Linked DNA regions of Oryzias latipes: region 2 is linked to region 1. The links are chromatin contacts, called in public Hi-C maps. All regions are on one chromosome and are shown on one strand. The core of a region is the stretch at or near the end of the contact, and the rest is flanking DNA. Distances in the headings are between cores, read along the strand shown. Region 1 holds the start of mtcl1 (microtubule cross-linking factor 1). Region 2 holds the start of rab31 (ras-related protein Rab-31).

Region 1 (7,259 bases), core at 4,275-6,774:
GAGCTGCTTGGTAGGAACTGGCGGCACCAGAGCTCCCACAGCATCACAGCTCATCAAAAGTTGAGCGTGTCATGAACAGCTTCTCTGGAAAATCACCAACCACCATTTCCCACAATGGCTTCATCAGTAGCCCCTCCCACGTGTAAGGAGCTCGCCGCTCCACGGCCTGAAGAGGACGCCGACGTCTCCTTTGATTGATGATGCGCTAGTGCCGTGGCAGAAAGTTGAATGTATCTGCTGTCAAAGTATTGATCACATCCGTCACCATGTTTCTGAATGACTGCATGAGGGAGTAGGTTTGTGTTTATTTGCATATTTATGATTTAAAGGAAATGGTGTCATAGAAAAATTGTGTTTTTTCGACATTTCTAGAATTTCAATAAAGTTTTGTGTGGGATGGAAACGCAGCTATTGTCACCTGGTTGAGACGACAAACCCACAGATCCACACTAAGTCATTTTCTGAATCTTTTTCTGACGCCTCCTGTCCTCAAGTTGACCCTCTGCTGTCTTTGTGTCATGGCAGTACGCCTCAGAGGAAGCAGAACTTCTGCTGGTTGGAAACAAGCTGGACTGTGAGACGGATCGGATCATCTCCAGACAGCAAGGAGAGAGGGTGTGTTCAGCACAGACCTACACAGCCCACACGGGCAAAAATGCACCGTGTCTTTATGAGCAATCTATTCTCACCAGGTCTACAAATGTTGTCAGTTTGCACATTTGCAGAAAATATGTATAGGTAAAAAAATATACAGATTTTATCCAGAAGGACAGGCCAAGCTGTTGTTGTTTTCACAAAAGAAAATAAATTTTCCAAATGCGTGCGGCCAGCCCTGAACCTGTTTCCTTGGCTGCATGGACCTGGAGAAAGGGTGACGGTTAGGATTACAGTTGCATTTAGGGTCAAACCACCAAATAGTTCCTGTGTGCGGCTGTTCCTGCAGCTCCCCGCTCCTCCAGGGAATGCAGAGAACACAATTCACACATCTAGGTGCGTGACAGATAATGGAAGCTTAATTTTAAATATGCGCGGCTCAACAAAATGCAAACATCGGACGCACTTAAAGTACGTGCAGGAAATGCCGCAATGCGCAACTTTTTGTGCATCAACTTTCACAAAAACACATTAGTCAAGGCTGTTGCTTCTTTTTCAGCAGACTCTAAAATAAATATCATCCAAACACAAATAAATGCATGTTTTTTCTAGAACTGATACATAGTGAGACTGCCTGCTTCTCACAAAACGCTGCTTAGAGAAGCGATGTTTCTGATCAGTGGGGGAGTCGGTGCTTTACTGTTGCCTCTCATTCAGAGTTTGTTCTGATGATCTAAAGCTCCTTCCTCTTTGTGGGATTTGCAGTTTGCCTCTAGGATAAGTGGGATGCGTTTCTGCGAAGCCAGTGCCAAGGATAACTTCAATGTGGACGAGATCTTCCTGAAGCTGGTGGATGACATTCTCAGTAAGGTTGGTGCTGTGCATTTCATTTGTAAAAAAAAAAGCTAGACTGACATCATTAGAAAAGGGCTTTCAAATGATGATGGTACAAAAACTCAATCTCGTTTTCATGCAACTCTACTGTCTGTGAAGATTCTCTGTCGTTCGGGTCACATCAACTCCGATTCTGTGGCAGAACTTTAAAGGTTCGTGAAGGAGCTGTTCCCCTGCTCATCCGAGTCAGAACTGCACATCACAGCGGCTTCCTGAGTTCTAACTGATGCAGATGACCAGACGTTCTCGCATAGAGAAACAATTAAAAAAAGGTGTTTTATGCAGAATTGAGACCTTTTAATCCTTCCATCCTTTCAGTAACTTTCATGGTCCTGCTTGTTGCTGCAAGTCCTGTCCTAAACCTGCTTCTGCAGTTGTCCGACGGTCACTGAGATCATTTTCAGGGTCCAGTTTTTGGTCTGCATCGAGGCCACAGCAGCAAACCCCGTTTCCACAGGGGGGAAGAAGTAGAAACCAGGACACTCTGACCCAGAATTCGGTCAATTTTCTCCACACCTCAAGAGCGAGTTGACTAAACAGTGTGCCTACGTGAGTGCACGTACGTGCACGGTCATCCTTCACATCACACGCTGCAGAGCTGCATCTGTACTGTCAAGAATCCAAAACACGGTCATGTTTTAAGGATGGTTTTGTTCCGATTTCATGTCAACTGGAGGCAGAATTAAGAAAAAGGGCTTTTTCTGCTCCGCTTTAGTAAATCTGTCCTTGTTTTCCCTGCAGCTTTGAATTTGACTTGACAGTTTGTTCAGACTACAGGTGACGGACCAAACACCCTCTTCTCATGGGGGAGTTTTTCAGCACAAAACACAAACAACTCATTTGTGATGAAAAAGAAAACATTTCATAAATTAATAAGCAGAAGCAAAGATTGATTAGAAATCAATGCAAGAGTTCCTCAGAAAAAAAAACTGTTTTCATGATGTTGTGACTTCTTCTGTTTGTATTTAATGTAATATCATTTAAAAAAAAAACACCTATAGTTTTTCTTTGTAAAATAATGCTATAACTTGATTGGTAGATTTTTTTGATCTCCCTGTCAACTAGTCTGGTGAGTCAAAAATGAGATTTTTATGTTGCACTTAAAAGCTTCAAAAAGTTGATTTTGCACGAAACAGGCCCTTTAACAGAAATTAACAGCATAAACATGCACAGCTTTGACTGTTCTGTAAGCACAGGGCCTTTGCTTTCATTCTTTACTTGTATGAAAAGGTTGTTTCTTTTTTTTTGTTTATGACATGAAACAAACATCTTTTTTTGTCGTCTTTCCTTAAAAAAAATGTACTTACTTCAAATCTCTTACCTTTTAAAGATCCTCTCCGAAAACTGTTTTTGTCCTTTTTAAAATGTTCTTGTGGCATTTTTCTGATGACGGAGGACATACGTTTAAGAAAATTAAACTCAAAGTGACGTTTCTGGGTATTTCTTTACTCAAACCGTTGTGAATCAGGAGCAGATGAAAAAAGGCCGTTTGAAAATTAATTTCAAGTTTTCCTGCTCTGCTCCATTCTGATCATCCACCTGCAGACAAACGGATCCACGAACGTCTTTGTGGTCCTGGTCGGAGCTGGAATCTGGATCACAACTGGATCACTCTGATTATTATTACTTTCAGGTTGTGAGGGGCTGTAAGCTAGTGGGAGAGGCTGTAAATGGGTAGATGATAGGAATTGGAGCCGTTGGAGTTGAGTTTTATCCACAACTTGGAGGAGAATGTCTGAACTCCTGCCGCTCTGCAGAAACTATGTTCTAGAAAAACACAACAGGTTTTGGATTTTGGCTGATGATTATAATTAAGACAGCTGGGAACGCTTTGAAAATAGGTCAGAAGACGATCAGAGCGCGACTGTGAGAAGTCATTGTGTGACCTGTTGTGGGAACTGTCGTGCTTGTTGCTTTCGTGTGCTGCACTAAGTTGTGTTTCTGCTCCTGGTTTTGCAGATGCCTCTGGAAGTTCCCAGCAAGGAGCTGTCCAACAGCGTTCTGTCCCTGCAGCCGGAGCCGGAAGTACCGCCAGAACTGCCCCCGCCCCGCATGCGTTGTTGCTGAGTCTCTCCCATCATCCCTCTCTCACAAAGCACATAGAAACCCCAGCGTGCAGTGGACACGTGGCTCCACTGGGGGGCGACACACAGCAGCTGTGTGGATGGTTGAAGGCTGCTGTAAATGATGCATGAACTGTCAAAGCAGCAGTATTATCTTCCTCCGTTTCTCTTCTCAGATATGCAGCATACACTAACCTTTAGGCCTGGAGATTCTTCTTTATCCTAGTACCACCTCACTGTCTACATGTGACCCCGACTACCTCATTGCATCGATGGTTAACCCAGCTGTGCCTGCATGTGCCTTCCACATAGAGAGCTCTCCAGGAAAAGTTGCACATTTTCTAAGGGCAGTAATATCCTTCTCTCTCTTTGTCTCCACATCTTGTCCAAGTTAGCCCGGCGCATCACCTCTGGAAGACAGAAAATAAAGAGAAGTTTACTCTCTGGGTTCACAGCTGAACTACTTTATATACAGATGAACATTCTTTAAGTCATTTGGGTTGAAGGAAGCGAAACACACCGTAAACATGCCGTGGTGCCATGATGACCCACAGAAAAAGGGCCTTGTTTTTATTTTAGTGGTGATTCTAACTTATTCCGTTTTCTAGTATCTGTAACTGCTATATATATATTTTTTCCGAGGATGTCATATTTGACACTAGAGTCTCTCAGTGAAGGGGGAGAACAGTTGTAGTTTAGCACCCTGAAGATCAGTGCAGCCTCAGCAGAGAGTGAGGCTCAGAGTGAACTGGAGACGCAAAGAGAGATGGGTAATGTAGGCTGGAGCAAGTAACCCTTCACTACCTGAGGATGTGGAGAGGAAAATCAAGTGCACATCTCTTTTTTCTTTATTGTGACTAATATTTCTGTGGTGTTTGTGTTTTATTGCTAAACTCCAAGTTTCCTTTTTTGGGGCAAAGTGCAAGGCGGTTTTGTTCAGTGTTCGACTCAGGAAACTTGAAAAAAGGCCTGATTGTTTTTTTTTTTTTTTTTTTTTTTTTGAGGACGGGCTCAATCAAGTCCGAGTGTTGAATCCAACGAAAGGTCTGGTTTCTGGGACGTGGCAGCATTTCGTATTCAAGTGCCAGATTTCATACAAATACACCCCCCACCCACCCACCCACCCTCCTCCATGCAGTCCCCCAAAAAACTGCAGAAACCAGATCAGCTCTGTTGAGTCATGTCTGATAAAAAGACGCTCCTGCAGAGTCTTTGAATGAAATGTTTTTTTTCTGACGGCTGCAATGTTAAATCCCTGCTTCAAATGTTCCTTTACGGAGCGGACAGGAATTTCCTTCACGGTTTTCTCCCAACTGAGTCCATGTCTGACGTTTATTTAAACCCACTACATGGACATATATGTGCTATACTTCCTCCCGTGCTCTTAGAAAACAATAATCCTTCATATGTTTGTTGAGCTGTGGCATTTAGGGGGAGATATGATGTTAATGTAAATTTGATGGCCTAAAAAGACTTTTTTTATTGACGTTTTATGCTCAATTTTAGCTTTTAAAGGTTTAAAAAGGCACCATGTCCATCCAAGAAAAGGTTTTGTACCAAAATAAAATCCTTACATTTCTATGATTGGACTCAGTCAAAAGGGTTTTTGTAGAAAATCTAGAATTTTTGTTTTCAGAACAGGACCTGTCTGTCTTTTTGCTACTAACCCCTAAGTGTAACAACCAAGCCTAATACTACATCTGACATGCTTCGATCTGTATTCTTTAAAGGCGCAGACTTTACTTTGTATTAAACCTGTCTTCATTTTTTTTGTAATTCATGATGGAAAAAGCAGGTTTGTTGTATTTATAACTTTTTGGCATTCTGGAACTAATGAGATGCTATTAAAGATGTCTATATTTATTGCTAGACCGGAGTCTTTCATTTGCTGTGGGAATCTTCATCAACCGTGACGCGCGCTCTGAGAGGAAAGGCGTGCTCCGTTCTGACATGCGCAGCAGCGCGTGCGTGTCAAACCTGGTCCCGGAGTAAACAAGGGGTGTGCTGGCGGGGCCAGGGCGCATGCGCGCCGTAGGAGCTGACGAGCGTCGAGCCTCGCGCCGCAGTGATTGCAGAGCTTCACGGGAGCAGGAGGACGCGCGGGGATGGAGAGCCGGCCTGCGGAGGAGGAGGAGGAGCGCCGCCGCGGATCCGTCTGACCAACTTTGGCTCCTTCAGGCAGCGGATGCCACCTGTCACTCACCGGGTCTGCGCCGATTATCCGCGTTTACCGGCAGCCTTTCCTTCGAAACGGGACTACGGGGTCACAGCAGCCGGGATGGAGTGAAGGAGACCTCGCAGACCGCAGGATGCGCACCCCGGTGAGGAGGGGAGCAGCGAAACCGGGCAGCTTTTCTGCGGGGCCGCGAATTGATCGCTTCCTCCTCCACTCCGCTCCCGCCGGTGTATAATGGAGAGCTCCAATGGCTCCGGTGGCGACACAAAAGCGCACAGCCAGCAGCCGGAGAAGAAGAGACCGAACCGAGCGCCGTCCCCGGCCAGACCCTTCCTGAAGGATGTGCCGTCCCGCTCCGCCAAACCACCTGCCATCGGACCCAAATCCCCCAAACTCTCCAAGCAGCAGCAGCAGCAGTGCGCCCCAGTGTCCTTAGCCCACCAGAACCGCAGCTCCAGACGCAGCACAGCTGGGTCCAAGGAGAAACCAGCCACAGTCAAAAGTAGCACCAGGTCTGCTGCCGCGAAAAAGCCCGCAAAGCCGCCCCAGCACGCAGCAACCGAGCCCAAAGCCGCCAGCACCAAGCCGGACACCGCTGGCAGTCCGGTCCTCACCAAAGGCAAGAAGGGGAAATTACCCGCGGGTTCTCCGGGCCCGTTCAGCCATGGATCCCCGATCCGGGTCCCCACAGGGGCCCGTCTGGCCCGGGTCACTCAGACCGACAGCAGCTCCGACTTGTCGGATTGCCCGTCCGAACCGCTGTCGGACGAGCAGAGGGCGGCACCTGCCGCAAGTAGCGACGCGGAGTCCGGTACCGGCTCCAGTGACCGGGACCAACCGGGAGCGCCAGCCGCAGCGCCGCCGCGCACGAGCGACTCTCCCGCCGCCAAGGGAAGCGCGCGCGCACAGGACAGCAAACCGGAGAGCGGCTCCGCCGGCGCACAGGTCAAACAGCCCGCAGCCAAGGAGGTGACCGAGGAGGATCTGCAGCGGGAGATCGAGGATCTGAGATCTGAAAACGACTACCTCAAGGTGCGTGGCTGCCGTCTCTCAACAGGTTCACGCAGTCAGTCAGTCAGGTGCATTCAACCCCTAAAGTTAGAACGGACTGTTTTTATTGTCCTTCAGACAAACTCCTGAAAATGTCAAAACAAGCATCAGTTTAATCCTGAGGGATTCCCCGCAGATTCGACTGTTTCCTCTCAAAATCAAACTTTTCACATCTGACAGTCTGCTGGCTCCGTGGATGTGGGAGGGTATTAATAGTTTGATGTTCTGGGTTCAGATATGAACGCATCTTTATTCGTCAGGAATCTGTAAACTCGCGCTCTGCGTTTCTGGTTCTTTTCCCATCTTTCAACTCTAAAGTTGAGGAGAGTTTATCAAAGACCAAACCTCCTTTTTGCCAGATGGGACGTGAATGTATTTGCATAAGACTGATGAGAGTATTATTTCAAACGTGAGCTCGCTCGAACGCGCGCGCGCATGTCTGCTGGGCCTTCCTCCCTGGTTTGGTGGAGACACAAGAGACT
Region 2 (7,302 bases), core at 4,493-6,992, 170 kb after region 1:
ATTGTTTTTTTACATCAGTGAATAAAGAATCAGAGCCTGATTTGTAATGCATGTCCTGTCTTTAGTCTGTGAGGCTGCATGGCTTTACAAAACTATTTTCCCTGTGAGGTATGGCAGCCATTCATTTCTTTATTTACACATTTTCAGATGGATTAACAATGATAATAAGATGAGCTTGTAATAGTGTTTGATGGTTTTCATGGAGTCTTTACCATGTGAGGGAGAGCTGTATGCTAGAGGGGGGGGGTGACACCCACAGTGCTGCTGAATTCCAGTTAACAGCATCTCAACTAAGTGACGGCACGGCTCACAAAGAGGCTCGTCAAAGACAGAATTTGAAACAAAAACAACCTTTTTCTGGAAAAACAGTTTGCTGATGGGTCTGAAGCTGCTGTGGTTAAGGTCCCAGCTGTCCGTGCATTTAAAGTGCTGCTGTGTCGTAGGTGTGGTATGTGTCTTCATCTCTTTCATGGTTTCACAAATACTAAAAATCCTACTTTTAATAGACTCCCAGTTTGTCTTTGGGTCAAAATATTAGAAATCCTTCAGTGATAAAAGTAAAAATCTACTTTGAATGCTCTGTTTTCACGGCGTTCACATTTCTGATCTGGATGTCGTTCTTCTGTACATTTTGTGCTGCTCCGTGCCCGCGTGGAGCTGCTGTGCGCGTGCACGATAGCAGCGAGAAAGAGGTGGACGGTTTGAGGACACGCCCACAGAGACCAGGACAGGTGTACCTCTACACATGAAGGCAGATCTAGAGAGGAGACAAACACTGAGGAAAGAGACCTTCTGTGTCCGAGAAGAGCTTGTTTGTTCTAAGAAAAACTAATTGCGTCTGTTTTGAAGTGGCGAGGTCCTCTGGGAACTACTACATCTCTGGCTGACCTGTTTTTCCCAATTCCCTATTCTCACCGCGCTGCTATCTGGTGTCTCTCACGCATCTCTCTTCCTGTTACTCTTCGGCTGCTATCACAGCGCGGACGCAGGCGGCCAATAAGAAAACAAAACGCTTCTCCCATCAGATTTAACCCGTTTCTGCCTCTCTTTTTTTTTGTTTTGTTTTTCACAGCGGAGGGATACGCCGCCTTCCAGGAGGACAGTTCAGCCGATGAAGCGGAGAGCCCGTCGAAGATGAAGCGCTCCAAAGGAATCCACGTGTTCAAGAAGCCGAGCTTCTCCAAAAAGAAAGAGAAGGACTTTAAGGTGAAGGAGAAGGGCCCCAAAGAGGACAAGGCCAAGGAGAAAAAGTCCAAGGACCTGACCGCGGCAGATGTAGTCAAACAGTGGAAGGAGAAAAAGAAGAAGAAGAAGCCTGCCACAGAGGCAGAGCCGGTCCCCGTGGAGACCCCCACCTTCAGGCCCATCTTTGGAGCCCCCCTGACGGAAGCGGTCAAGAGGACAGCTCTGTACGACGGCATCCAGCTGCCGGCCGTCTTCAGAGAATGTGTGGACTACATTGAAAACTATGGCATGAAGTGTGAGGGCATCTACCGGGTCTCAGGTACCAAAGGTTTTCTGGTGAAATATCTTTAAGGTCTTTGCGATTACTGACTCCCACTTCTGTTCAGGTATGAAGTCCAAAGTGGATGAACTGAAGGCGGCGTACGACCGCGAGGAGTGCCCGTGTCTGGAGGAGTACGATCCTCACACGGTGGCCAGCCTGCTGAAGCAGTACCTCCGCGAGCTGCCAGACAACCTGCTGCACCGAGACCTGGCCCAGCGCCTGGAGGACGCCTGCGGGCGGCAGGCGGAGGCCGAGAAGGTGACGGAGTTCCAGAGGCTGCTGGCCGAAGTGCCGCCGGAGAGCAAACTCCTTCTGTCTTGGCTCGTCACGCACATGGACCACGTCATCGCCAGAGAGGCAGACACCAAGATGAACATTCAGAACATCTCCATCGTCCTCAACCCGACCATACAGGTCAGAGTCTCTGCTGCGTAATGGAAGAAGACGACGACAAGATGCAGCTGCTGTCCACCTCTCGGCACATCCCTGTAGGGGTCGCCACAGCCATTCCGCTGATTCTTAAAGGTGGTTTGGCAGAGATTTTTACGCCGGATGCCCCTCCTGACAGAAACTTGTATATTATCCGGGCTGGGGACCGGCACAGGGACACCCAGCAGCAACATGCAGACTCAATATGAATAAGAAATGATGGGCTTTAATCAGCCCAGCAACCCACTTCTATTTGGATCAGTAAGTCAGTTCATCTCTGACACTCTGGCCCAGTTTAATGGAGCTAATTTATCCTCGCAGGACATGTCTCTGCTGCTGCTGCTGCTGCTGCTGCTCCACTTATTCCCCAGTAGCAGCAGCAGCAGCAGGACAGATACTTGAAACAGGATGTTCAGTGACTGGAATCCACCCTGTAAATATGTGAGGTTCATGTTTGTATGTTGCAGAAAGAGTCCAGCCTCACAACAGAAACCCGTGTGACTCCTCTTTTTGATGATTTCAGATTGGGAACCGGGTTCTGTATGTGTTCTTCACTCACGTGAAGGAGCTGTTTGGAGACGTCGTCTTGAAGCCGGTGGTGCGGCCGCTGCGCTGGTCCAACATGGCAACGATGCCGGCGCTGCCTGAGACGGCGGAGAGCATCAAAGAGGAGATCCGTCGGCAGGTGAGCTCACTCCAGCCAAAGTTTGACCTTTTTTTTTTTTTTTAGCTTAGCTTAGTGTCACAGCGACAGCAGCATTCGACTGTTTTTCCTCTTTAATAAATGAAAATGCTTGGCTGCTGCAGCATCAGATTGAAGCAGTACTATGACGGTGTTTGTTGGCAGGAGTTCCTCCTGAACTGCTTGCACAGAGACCTGCAGGCGGGTGTGAAGGATTTATCCAAAGAGGAGCGACTCTGGGAGGTTCAGAGGATCCTGACTGCTCTGAAACGCAAGCTGAGGGAGGCGAAGCGTCAGGTAAGCTGTCCCCGTGCGGGAACAGAGAGAGATCTGTCTGACGTCGTCTTTACACCAAACCTCTGTGGGCATCAGGAGTGTGAGAGCAAGATTGCCCAGGAGATCGCCAGCTTGTCAAAGGAAGATGTTTCAAAAGAGGAAATGACCGAGAACGAAGAGGAAGTCATCCACCTGCTGTTATCACAGGTGCACAATTCACCCAAACCTTTGAATTCTGCTTGCAGTTGGAAACTACAACAGGGTTTTATTCCTCTGTAAAATCAGGAAAACGAGATCCTGACGGAGCAGGAGGAGCTGATCTCCCTGGAGCAGGTGCTGCGCAGACAGATTGCTACTGAGAAGGAAGAGATTGAGAGGCTGCGAGCGGAGATCGCTGACATACAGAGGTAAGGGGAGGACCTGGAGCAGGCAGGGGGGGGGGCGTGGTTCCCACTGTGACCTGGAGATGTCTGATTAGCCGGCAGCAGGGTCGCAGTGAGACGGAGGAGTATTCATCTGACAGCGAGAGTGAGAGTGAAGATGAGGAGGAGCTTCAGATGATTCTAGAAGATCTGCAGAAGCAAAACGAGGAGTTGGAGGTGAGAAAAGATGCCAAGCTGGGCTGTGTGAAGCTTTTTAGTGTGGAGAATAAATATGTTTTGGTGTCCCCACAGAACAAAAACACCCACCTGAACCAGGCCATCCATGAGGAGCAGGAGGCCATCCTGGAGCTCAGAGTCCAGCTCCGCCTCCTCCAGAGCCACAAACAGCAACAGGAAGTGGCAGTGCCGCCGGCGGCGGAGCAGGCCCCTCCCACACAGCCGAGCCCGGAGGCACGCAGCGAAGAGCACACCAAACGCGCCGCCGTCCCCACGGCTCCTCCCACTGACACGGCAACCCTGACCAATGGAAAAACCGCAAAGGATCCTGCGAAGCCCTCGCCGAGCAAAGACAGGAGAGACACCAACATGTGAGCCGAGCGAAGCTGTCCGTCTCCACCGCTGGTCAGCTGTAGGGGTCCGCTGAAGCTCGCAAAGATGGGGGGTTTTTGTTCTTAAAACAGGTGTCCAAGAAGAAGGCTAGTGTCCAGGCCCCAGCACCTAAACCTCTTCAGTTTCCAGGGAGGAATGCAGCTTTAGCAGAAGCCAAGACGTTTGCAGGGACCACGTTGTTATATCTGCTGTGCCAAGACCGTGAAAGAGAGAGGGGGGGGGGGGGGGAGCAGAAATGAAGCCATTTCTGAAGGGAGGGGTGCGAGAGAACCCTGTGCTTTAAATGATTCGGGTTAGGATCGAATAAAGAGTAGTCCTCGTAAGTCAGCTTAAGGCGAATGAAGCATGTCAGGAAATGACCACTGTGCCATAAAGTAAGAACCCCGACTATTCCAAGAGAACCACTGATTTAGACATTTCAGTATTGAAGACTTTAGGATCGGTCTATCTGCATAGGATATATTTTATCTAATATTCTGGCATCAAAAACTAAATACGTCTTTTTTTTTAATCAAAGCCTTCCATTAATGTTTAAATGAGTCAACGGTTTCTTTAAACAGCAGATCTGTGTTGCTCTTCACGGCTGATGAGCAGCAAACCGATACGCAGCAGCGTACGGCGAACACGGGAAACGTCACGTGTGTTTAGTTTCATGTTGTGCATCTTTGGTGATGTGCAGGCTCTGTTTGAATGTGTGAAGAGATGCAGCCCATCAGCTGGAAAACCCTTCATTTGGCCTCAAACCCGCGGCTGCAGAGCATTTCATAGTTCAGAGTTATTTCAAGGCGCTTGGCATGACCGACTTTCAGTCGGGTGTTTATGTGAAAATGCAAATGTTCTTTTCAGCGTTTATGTTTTCTTGTGGTTAATCACTTAAAGTGTGTGAATAATGCAAGCGTAACACCCCCCACCCCCCACTTGAGTCACGGTTTGCAAACTGTGGCGATTTCATCAGGACTCCTGATCCAGTGTTGTGAATCCTGTGACTGAAACACGCCGGATTGGGCTCAGCAGCTCCCGTCAGCTTATTTTCATATCGCTCTGAGCTTTGGTAGCAGATTGTTACAGACAAACTAATGCTGTGAAGAATAAAGTATCATTCTTAAAACTTTTTCTCGCCCAAACGTTTTTGATCCTGAAAGTGTTTTTTCCTCATTTAGCACTTGACGTCTTGTTTCAAATCTGCTTCCTGGTTTATAAACCTGTGCATTTCTCTAAAAGAGGCTGTTGGACTCGAATGGTGAGAAAGTTAAGGACTTTCTTTTAGAAATCTAGCTTGTCAATGTTAACAAAATCCCACCAAAATAAAAGCTGTGAAATGATTAGATTTTAAAACCAAATAAACTCAACAGAAAATATGAAAACTGTTTCATTTGCAGCCTACAGTACACATATTTTTGTTGGTGTGTGTGGTTGTCATTTACTTTGATAAATGTATATGTATGATTTTACATAAAGTTGTGTGTAAATTTGTATTTATCCAGGTTGATTTCAGTTACCGTAACAGAAGGTAAGGAAGCAGACTGGATTTGGTTTCTTTTATTTAAATTGTTTCACCTTCAACTGCTTTTTTTTAACCTACTATATTTACACAAAAAGATATGTTTAATGTTCTAGTTTCTTCAAAAGCATTCATTTCTGTTACACATTTTAGTTTATGGTACTTTATACTTCAGTTTTCAGTCCTCAGATCTGTAACTAAAATTAATAAGTACCTTCGAACAAAAACTCGGCTTAGATTTAAATAAAAACTTGATGACATTTGCAGTATTGATTGAAAACCTCCAAGTGTACAGATGACCGACGTCATAAAAAGCTTTTACTTTGAAAGACGCCGCCGGAAGTTTCCCATTTGTTGCTTTTTTTTCTCTTTTTTTTCCATCAAACGGGCTTCTCCGGAGGATGGCCAGGCTGTGTCAGGGCTTGGTCGTTTTTTTTAATCTGAGAAAAGGAGATTTCGGCAGCATGGAGGAGCGAAGACACTGAATCCGCGCATTTCAACGATGATCTAACCGCTTAGTTCCAGGACCCGCCATGGCCATCCGGGAGCTCAAAGTTTGTCTTTTAGGGGTGAGTTTTTCTTTGATGATGCACTCCGGAGAAAATTCCTCTTTAGTTGGCTGCAACTTCAACTCCAAACATTAAATGCCCCTTTTGTCACTTAAGTAAATGTTTAAATGGACTTTCCCCTCACTTCTCCTTGCCTGTCGTGTTTGAAAACAGAAATACTTCAAATGTTTCTGAGGAAAACAGATTTGGGGGGGGGGGGGGGGGGGGTTCATGTAGAGCTTCGCATCGCAGGTTTTAAACAAAAATATTTCGTCCTACCTTTCAACTTTATTTAAGACGTTTTAAAAGCTTGTTTCATCGCTGACCGCAGACGTTAGAGATTTTTCTGCTGCGTTAGCAGAAAATAGGGGAGAAGAACCCCCCCCCCCCCGTGCTGTCTTTTTCTGCGTTGGTTTGATCCAGTATACTTTGTGATCTTTTATTTAAAAAGCGCCGCCATTGTGTTTTTCATAAACTAAAACGATGAACTCTGAACTTTTTCGAGCTTCGTGGCCCTTCCAGGCTCCCGTCACGCAGATGAGGACTAAGTTAACCGAACTGTCACTATGTCCCCACACACACGACCGCTGTAAACGACCTCCTGAACACACCGCATGCTGCTCCTGTCCCGATGAGATGGGGTGAAGGATGCGTGACTCATGCGGGACTGACGCGTACCCCTTTTTGGTTCCAGGACACTGGAGTCGGGAAGTCCAGCATCGTATGCCGGTTCGTTCAGGACCACTTCGATCACAACATCAGCCCGACCATCGGGTAAGTGCGGGACAAGCGTCCTGAAATGTCCACCAAACACCAACACAGAGACGGAGAACAACAACCAGGAGGCAGTGGTTTTTTCTATGGGCGGTCGCCCAGGGCGCAATCTTGTAGGGGGCGCCCCCCGCAAGAAAAAACCCACTAAAAACTTTGACAGTTTTCTATCCTGGACTAGAGCCGCCCACTTCCCCATAAAGTTAACAAAATTTGTGCTAGGGCGCCCAACTGCCGTGTCAACCTGCTGCTGTGTATTTCTTTAGCAGGTAGAGAGGCGGAGGAGGGGCTTAGACAGATGGAAAAGTCTATTCAAGGTTGTGGATTTATTCATTCATAATTGTGTCAGGGTTGTATTCAGCTCAAGAAAAAAACAACAAAAAAACAGTGGAAATGTGAACATTTTTACCAGAACCAGCCTTTAAAAATAAAATACAATCCGATGCGTGTTAAGTGTGAACTACCTTACATACTAGATCTTAATTGCGAAATCAACTACACAAATATATTTTACTCATCTGATTAATAGAGTAAAATAAACGATATATGTTGTTTTTGTGTTTGTTTGTATGCAGGCTTTGAGTCATTGAGGGCTG

The links. A called contact is a pair of places that touch in the nucleus more often than the background predicts.
Region 2: a contact with region 1 is called in a Hi-C map of embryo, with 3 times the contacts expected there. The contact joins the promoter of rab31 here to the promoter of mtcl1 in region 1. A contact is called at or near these places in 2 of 5 Hi-C or Micro-C datasets (embryo and fibroblasts).

What each region holds. Positions count from the first base shown.
Region 1 is chr17:4,633,522-4,640,780 of ASM223467v1, forward strand. It overlaps mtcl1 (microtubule cross-linking factor 1), which reads left to right and starts at 5,525. Exons shown (of 14, transcript XM_023965338.1): 1 at 5,525-6,759. The coding sequence starts at 5,962. rab12 (ras-related protein Rab-12) reads left to right here. Exons shown (of 6, transcript XM_023965346.1): 4 at 526-615; 5 at 1,360-1,464; 6 at 3,448-5,414. The coding sequence ends at 3,555.
Region 2 is chr17:4,806,332-4,813,633 of ASM223467v1, forward strand. It overlaps rab31 (ras-related protein Rab-31), which reads left to right and starts at 5,743. Exons shown (of 7, transcript XM_004078617.4): 1 at 5,743-5,956; 2 at 6,630-6,709. The coding sequence starts at 5,921. It overlaps ralbp1 (ralA-binding protein 1), which reads left to right. Exons shown (of 10, transcript XM_023965253.1): 3 at 1,073-1,504; 4 at 1,572-1,921; 5 at 2,460-2,621; 6 at 2,784-2,915; 7 at 2,991-3,101; 8 at 3,180-3,301; 9 at 3,373-3,493; 10 at 3,569-3,868. The coding sequence ends at 3,868.